2 separate regions of the Mus musculus genome follow, and region 1 is linked to region 2. The links are chromatin contacts, called in public Hi-C maps. All regions are on one chromosome and are shown on one strand. The core of a region is the stretch at or near the end of the contact, and the rest is flanking DNA. Distances in the headings are between cores, read along the strand shown.

What was found. Hi-C and Micro-C count contacts between places; a contact is called where the count stands out from the background.
Region 1: a contact with region 2 is called in a Hi-C map of cerebral cortex, with 4 times the contacts expected there. The contact joins two enhancer-like sites. A contact is called at or near these places in 2 of 15 datasets of contacts at CTCF or cohesin (the NIH/3T3 cell line and large pre-B cells), 20 of 484 Hi-C or Micro-C datasets (B cells, the G1E-ER4 cell line, LSK cells and 12 more), 10 of 115 datasets of contacts at active chromatin or transcription factors (SST interneurons, T-cell acute lymphoblastic leukemia, VIP interneurons and 7 more) and 1 of 9 other capture datasets (embryonic stem cells).

Annotation. Positions count from the first base shown.
Region 1 is chr14:64,529,384-64,533,784 of GRCm38.p6, reverse strand. No RefSeq gene overlaps it. Among named protein-coding and RNA genes, the nearest start is that of Mir124a-1hg, 57 kb to the left of the region's middle. Within about 2 kb of position 2,469, at least 10 of the 459 cell types and tissues checked have an H3K27ac peak or open chromatin away from gene starts, as enhancers often do. A contact at or near this core is called in cerebral cortex, where this site is marked.
Region 2 is chr14:64,200,458-64,204,364 of GRCm38.p6, reverse strand. The region is part of intron 5 of Msra (methionine sulfoxide reductase A); the gene reads left to right. It overlaps Gm52129 (a long non-coding RNA gene), which reads right to left. Exons shown (of 3, transcript XR_003951176.1): 2 at 3,211-3,347; 3 at 1-1,209. Among named protein-coding and RNA genes, the nearest start is that of Gm52129, 3.1 kb to the right of the region's middle. Within about 2 kb of position 2,349, at least 38 of the 459 cell types and tissues checked have an H3K27ac peak or open chromatin away from gene starts, as enhancers often do. A contact at or near this core is called in cerebral cortex, where this site is marked.

The DNA of each region.
Region 1 (4,401 bases), core at 1,220-3,719, 330 kb before region 2:
TTAATCCCCTGAAGAATGGCATGCGCGCAGCTTAAAATGATAAAAGCTAGAGGGGGTGGGGAAAGAGGAGAGAGAGATGGGAGGGCAAGAAGGAGGCTGAGGGAGATGCTCAGGGGAGGGTTGGAGACAAACAGAGAGAGATGGAGAGAGAAGGGAGAGCTGATTTTTCCTCTTGGGATTGTGCACTTCTTGGTTAGGAAATAAAGTGGAAATGGAAAGAAAAAGATTAAAAAGATCTTGTTTTGGTAAGCAGCACCCTGCTTGGCAGGGTCTGTTTTTTGCAGCAGGCCTGGCGTCATGCGCAGTCAAGCGGCTTGGAGTGGTTTAAAAATCTTCCAATCCCTTAGATAATCCCAGAGGCAGAGAAAAAGAAACTCTGGGTCCATGAGTGTATAGGGCCTGGTCAGTGTCCCTCTCCCGGGGTCTCTGGGAGCCTGGCTACAGTGGATGTGGGTTAGAATTCCTCACCATGGAGAATGATATTTTCGATGTAGAGGTGCCCTGTGAACTCTGGTAGGGAGACTGAATGATGGAGATGCAAGGCTCTCTACTGCCATCTGAGACATAAAAGTGACTTTAGAGTAAATAAGCACAATAGTCTTGTCCAGGACTGTGTGGGGACATGGTCCTTTAATCTCAGCACCTAGAGCAGAGGCAGGTGGATCTCTGGAGTTGGGGGCCAGCCTGGTCTACATGGTGAATTATAGGTCATCCAGGGCTAGAGAGTGAGACCCTGTGTCAACAGAAATTCCCAAACCCATACTGAGCCCCATTATAACTGACCAGGGAGTTGAAATTCTAGGTGAAGAATCATGTGATAAGGAGCCTCTTAAGCCCTGGTAGTCTACTCCTTGGTGGAACGGGATCTAAAGTCTGCCATACTTATCGGGGATGCATTGATACTCCCATGCACCTCTTTCTTTACACTTGTACTCAGCTTAGGAGGGACTCATTGTATTCCCCTTGGAGAGAGGAGGAAACTAGGGTACAGCTGATGGCGGCGGATGGGAGCTTCAGACCTCGGTGCACAGAATCTGCTTACTGCATTTAGTCACCGAAGGTGTTTCTTCTGGGGTGAGCAGAAGTTTGTTTTCCTTTCCACTCCCATCCACTGAGCGGTCCCTGGTGATGCTGTGCCCGATGTTGGCTTTCCATTATCAACACAAGTCACATTTGCCTGGTTTATAGATGTGTTTGCAGGGCACCATCTGCCTTCCCTGGTGATCCAGTGACAAACAGAGGGAGAAAGAAGATTGGCACCAGAAGAACTTCCTGGAGCAGCTTTGGAACGGTGGCAGCCAAGTGTATCCAGCTTGGGTCATGGAGCACAGAGTCCCTGGTCATAGCTGCCTGAAGTCACTGACTGTGAGCCACTCAGAGATAAACAAATGGACCCACTCAGTAGAACACACGGTGCCTGTATCACCCCATCTAAGTGCTTCGGATGGCTGAATGCTAAGGGGAGCCAGTGATTTCACTTCTCTAGGCTTACCCCGATGTAGTAGGCCCTCACTCAACATCTGCTAACTATCTGATCTGACAGCACTCAGCCTGGTGCTGATGCTGCCAGTCCATGTCTAGGGAACTGCTTAGCCTGCAGAGAGAAATCCTTTTCATTTGGAAGAATGAACTTGACCATTTGCCTATGACTATGGGGAAGGTAGACCTCGTGGCCTAGAGTCTCACTCCCTTGCAAGTTGGCATGTATTTTTGTATTTTGTGTCTCCTGGCTGTTCACTCATGAGGAATGATAGGGCCATTGTTTGGTCCTGGTTTCCTTCTGGGAAGCGACCTCCTATCCAGGATAGACACACACTTAGGATGCTTTAAAGAGAGATTAGCTAAACTAGAGCAAACAAAATGCACAGCATGCCCTGAACTGGGGTAGATAAGTTTCTTGTCTTCCTGAGAGCCCGTTCTATGGGTGGCAACTTAATTTTCTTCATCATACAAGCTTGGAAAACATCAGAGGTATCTTTGTCCTCTCTTGTGACTCCCACACCCAATCTGTCCTAGTGAGTTTGAGTCTCAAAGCATGTGTAAGGCTGGCTCAGGTCTTCCTGTCTCTTATCTGATCTGAGCAGTTACAGAAGCCCCTCATTGCTATTCTTGCCCCTAGCTTTCCAATATCTTTAATGAGTAGCCGTTTTTTTAAACTGTGCTCACCAAGCCTTAGGCTCTCTCAGCCCAGTGTTAAGACCTCACCCTTCAGTGAAGGATCAAACAGAGTCTGGATGAGGCTCGTGGGCACTCAGTACTATCCAACCAGTTCTAAGTTCTCATTTAAAATATTTTTAGAGGTCTGAGAAACGAAAAAAGGCTCTATTTTTAAAAGCTGTTTTCGGACTTTTGGGTGAGATTTCACTTAAAGAAATCTGTGGCTCAGATTTCTGGAGGCATTGTGTTAAGTGAATGAGCCAGGCTCGGAAAGACAAAAACCCCACATGTTCTCACTTAGATATAGACTCTTTAAGGTGATTTCACAGAAGGATAGAATAGAATTGCAGCTCTGAGGGGCTGGGAAAGAGGACGGCTAGGGGGGAGGAAGAAGAGACAATTGGGCAGGAGGGATAAGTTTTGGTGTTCTATAGCACAGCAGGGTAACTATGTTAACAATTCAGTGAATGTTTCAAAGTAGCCAGTGGAGAGGATTTTGAGTGGGTTCAACACAAAGAAGTGATAAGTGTCTGAGGGGAAGGGATATTCGGATAACCTTGATCTGAATTTTGCTACACATTGTATTTGTATACTGAAGTATCACATTGCACTTTACAAAGATGTACAATAATAATAATAATAATAATAATAATAATAATAATAAAACATGTTGCGGTTATAAAATCTCCCCACAGGCTTGCGTTTTGAGTGCATCCTGAACACTTCCTGTGACAGATGCTACTTTGGGAAGTGGTAGAAACTTGAGGAGATGTGGCTTATACTTGGGGCTGTGTCTTGCCCTGGACCCTTCCTGGGTTTCTCCACTATTTCCTGTTCCCCTGTTCTGCAAATTCCTTTTCTGCCGCTTATCTGCAAAGAGCAGGGTTAGGTCCTCAACAGTTCTTGCTGCTAGGATGCTTTGCCCAAGGTGACTGCAGTCTCTGGGCTGTAGGCTCCAACGTGGCTCTGCTCCCATGGCTTGCTTTGCTTGGGTATTTCATCACAGCAAAAGTCACTGAAAGGGAAGGCAGCAGAAATCTGCCATTAAGAGGTTTGAAAAGGAGTATTGTCCCAAATAAAAGACACTACTGAGCAGGCTGTGAGCTGTGAGGCACAGCCTTAGTCTAGTCTTGAAGTTTGGTCGTACTAATGTGATTCTGTTGGTTCTCAAGGCGTAGTAGGACCTAGGACACTGGGCTTCCTTCAAACCAAGGGTAAGAAACAATGGGACTGAGGGAATGAGTGAAGGGCAGGATTGGGAAGGCTCACGTTGTTTCTTGGAGGCTTGTTAACAAGACGTCAGAAAGATAGACCTTGGAAGGGTCTGTGCTGAAGCTAAGCTTCATCAGGGAGTCCTTTTGACACCCCACTACACATGTCCTGCGGTCGATGTGTGAATATGCTTCACGGAAGTTCACAAAGGGAAGCCATTTCTAGAGAAGTCTCACCCTGTTTGTGTTTCACAAGCAAAATCCAGCGTGACAGAAGCTCAGTTCAAAGTTGACCTGGACATGAAGGATTTGTGGCCACACTGCCTGCTCTCTGGGATGGAGAAGGGTCCCATCAGATAGGGGTAGGTGTGTGCCGCCACCAGCTGTGGCTGAGGTGGTACCTCTGCTCTCCAGGGAAGGGAAGTTGAGTCTGAGAAAGTTGTGGTATCTGTTTGGGAGGATTTACTGATTTTGGTTTTCATGATGGGAACAACACTGAGTCTGCTTACTGGGAACAAATGACCCAGTGCATGTAGAAGGTAACCTAAGGTCTACTATACACATTCTGTCTTCTGGGGTCTACCTCAGCTCAGCTGAATGGCAAATCCCATGTTTTTGCCACTGTGGCATGGCATTTAGGTGCCATGGATTGTTAGATAGGTATGAGATGATGATGATGAATTTGCTGATTGAGAGCACACAAAATTCTAGGTCTCAGAGAGGTTTGACATTGTGTTTTAATGTTTTTATCGTTACATTTATTTACTTACTTGTATGTGTGCAGTAATATAATATATTACTTCTCATAGGTGTGTATGCATGTGCCATGATGCACATGCGAAGACTAGAGGAGAACTTTGGTGGGGGGAGGGGCACTTCTCTCCTACCATGTGATCCTGTCGACGGAACTCTGGTCATCAGGCTTGGTGGCAGGTACCTTTACCACTGAGCCATCTCACCAGCCCAAGGCTCTACTTAAAGAAAGCAACTATACTAGGCCTTTTCTCGAAGAAATTTAAACTGGTTAAGAATA
Region 2 (3,907 bases), core at 1,100-3,599:
AGTTAATTTCTCTGGGTAACAAATTTCTCTACAGATTTGCTATTAGAATTAAATGACATTTCATATATTTCTATTTTCCTTTCTTTTATCTAATGCATGTGCATTTATATCACACATGTAGTGATCCAATATACATAAGTTGAAGCTGAGTCCTTTTAGTTTCTGAACCCCCAAAATAGCTTAAATTATGCCACCTCAACTCAGAAATCCATTATATGCAATAATTATTCCACAATGCCAGTACTACCAGAGTACAGCCGGACTGGTGACACCCCCATCCCATGAGGCACATGCAGATCCTATGTGGCTCCTTCCAGGCATCTGTAGGCTGAAAATGACTTATCTCTTTCTCTTCCCCAGCAAATTAATAAATTAATTACCTTATCAAATATTAATTATGTACTGATTAGCATCCAGACTCATACTGTAGTTGTTTTGAGCAGAGCTGTCTGAAAGAAGTTCTTGGGAAGGTTGTAACCGACCAGTCCCTGTACAGTCCCTAGTGCTCACCAGTCACACAAACCCTACCCTGAAGGGAATTTCCTAGGACCTATACTGACATTTTCTGTCCTAAGCCATCCTTTCAGGGTCTCCTATTCATCTTTGTGTCCACAGTGCCTGCAACTGTGCTTGGCTCCTAGCACATGCCCTGCGAATATTTGTTGACCTAAATTAAAGAGATGGGGAGATGAACAAGTCCGTCATATTGTCTTTTATTATGGGCTGAATATTTCTGGGATTTCTCCATTGAACCTCCTCTGCTAAAGCCTTCTCCTCCCCTAGTGTGATGGTTTTTGATCTGGGTAATTTGGGTTAGATGAGGTCATACTGATAGAGCTCCCACGGAGGGATTTTCGTCCTTAGAAGAAAAGGCAGTAGGCACCAGGGGGCTACTTTCTGTTTTTACTCCTGTGTTCAGGGAAGATGTGTAAACACAACCTAAACATCTACGAGGCAGGAGAAGGGGCCTTGCAATACAACCTGCCTTGCTATACTTTGCCCTTTACCAAAGTCCACAGTCCTGCTGTGTGCCTCCAGTCTGAGGTATTTTTCCAGAGCAGACTGAGACAGCTGTGTTGTGTGTGCTCAGCTCCGAGGAGGGAAGGGAAGAATCATAGCCTTGGATGAGAAGAGCCAGCTGGGGCCCTGGCTCTGGCTTCACCTACGTGACCTTGGATTCGTCTCTGCAGCTCCAGTTCCTCCTGTGAACTGGAGAGAAGACACACACTGAGAGTCTTCATAAATCTCAAGGGTTCTTAACATTTTTCCCTCCCATTATGCCGAATGACCTTCACACCACACAAGGGCATAGGGCAAGATCTGTTCTCCTACCTCTGTTGCTAGGAAACTGAAGCCCAGAGGGGTACATTTTCATTCCCAGAACAACCTCAATAGAAAATGTAGAGGGTTATGGTCAGTTGACTCAGAATTCCACGTGTGTTTCAGCCATGTTGCGTGGATAATAGCTGTGTAATCTATCAGGTTATGAATATTGGGATGTGATGGGGTGACTCCGGAGACTAGGCTGCTAGCAGTGGCCTTGTCACCTTTTCCACAGGCCCCAAATTCCAAACAACTTAAAAGAAAGGACTGCGTAATCTTCCCTTTGTCACGAAAATGGCAGAATCATCCCGGATTCTTTGTTCCCAGGGAAGAAGTAGGTTCCGTGTTATTATATTCTCTCTGCTGCTATGTTTAAAACCTGTAAGTACGCCAACGGATTCCTATGGAACGCTACAGCAACCATTAGGAGACTGTGGGTGTCAGTAGCTGTTTTATGGCTTGGAGATTAGACAGCTCTTCATCTTTTTACCTTTTTTTTTTTTAACGTGTGCTATTGTTTACAGCACAAAGTTATGATTTAAAATGCCCATGGAAGTTCCTGAATAATTCATGCATTTACCTTAGGCTGAGAGAACCATCCCTCTCTGTGCTCTATACTAGATATGGAATTCTTGTTAGACCCCCTCTTGGAGCTCGGAGGTTGTAATTATGGATAGTATTATGAACTCTAAATAGGAACTTGTGAAATAAATATTTTTAAAATGCCCGTTTCTGCGAGCCAGGCATCTGCATTTCTGTGTTTGCAGCCAGACAGAGGGCTAGCTCTTTAGCCTAATGGCTCACTTGCATCTTGATTATTTTCATTTCCACTTATTACTGCATGTTAGACTCCCTGTGTATGAGTACAGATTGCCCTTTCTTGCACTGTATTTAGAAATCTCTGCATTACCCCTGGGCATTTGTTCATTAATAGGGGGTGGGGAGAGGAAAGGCTTGTAATAATGGGCTTTACGCATTAAACCGGGCACATCCACATTCAGGCCCGGAGGAAAAATATCTGGTTTGTGTTACTGCCCCCTGGTGGTTGTTGACTTTCACTGCAGTGTCAAGGAAGCTAGTCTTCTGTGGGGGACTTTGGCTTGCAGGGGCAGCTTCCCAGAGCTGCACAGAACTGGGCACTGTCAGGCAATCATTCACACTTGATCATTGCTTTTCATTCAGGTGAACCACAAATGCCTGAGGATCTCAGGTGCAGGCCAGATTGTTGTTAAAATACAGCAATCTTTCTGGGCTGGGAGATGGGTCATTTTGTGTATAGACACAAAAACCCCCCTAGTAACATAGGGTGATGCTTAAATGAATGAATACAGTTTGTGGGGCCACCCCCACTCATCTTTCAAGAACATGGAAAAGTCCCAGTAGCACCCATTGTAATCCATGAGAAGATTTTTGGCTACATCCAGATGAACGATTCTTTTTCTTTTAATTGCTATGTGTTTACGTGTGTTAGGTAAGCTGCAGGGACTGTTTGAAACCCATGATCTCTGAACCTTGCCGTTTAAGTGAAGATCAGAAAATGACAGATACGCTTGCAGCTGCGTTCTGTGCTGGGCTGCGTCTTCTGTCGGTCTGTAGGCAGAAACACAGGGCAGCATGGCTGTGTCCTTGGTGAATGACCTTGGACTGTAAACCACTCTAAGCATGGGTTTCCTGATTTAAAAAAAAAAAAAAAAAAGACATAAAAACAGTGACTGCCTCTTAGGGAGTTCTGTGATCCATCCGGTGTGCTGTGTATATAACATGTCTGTCACAGCACAGGTGCTCTGTCAATTCCAGATTCTTCCTACTTGTCTCTTCACACCCCAGGACACCTCTCTCAGAGCCTGCCTCTCCACATTCCCATAATGCTTTGCTTGCAACACTCACTTCATCAGACCCATTATAAGAGTTTCTGTGCTGTTTCTGCCTCTTGGTGATGAATGAGATCTTCTTGGCTTTGCTCACCTCCCCCTCTTCCCTGTGGCATTCCTTGGCACAAAGCAGCCGCTCTGAGCACGCCGGTCCTGTGAATTAAACCCCAGTGCAACATAACTATATGTAGCATTTCCCCATCCTCCCACACATGCAATGACTGTCATGCATCTGATTAAGATAGCACCTATACCTTCACCCCCTTGTCTCCAAGTTCCCATGGTCTGAGGTTGGAGTCTCAGAGAGGAAAATAGGCCACTGATGCCTGGCATTTTCCTAGTATTCACATAATATCTTATCTTACCAATGAATATGGATTTGTCATATTAATGTATATATATATATATATATATATATATATATATATATATATATATATCAGTTCTGTATAGGAGAAATGGAAAGCAGTGGAAATTTTTTAATACAGCAGTCGGACCAGGATAGATCTATTCCAGGGACAAAGAGCCTTTGCGTTCAGACAGGTAGATTTATAAGCCTTGCCCCAGTTTAGTCTGTATAAAATGGCCTTTGGCGTGATATGATCAGAGACCCCATGGGGAGGAGGAAGGGGACATAGGGACTCTTTCATTTCAGCGGCAAGCGTATGGAGCCTGGAGCTGGGTTTGTCGTTGCCCACAGAACCCAGTGTGTT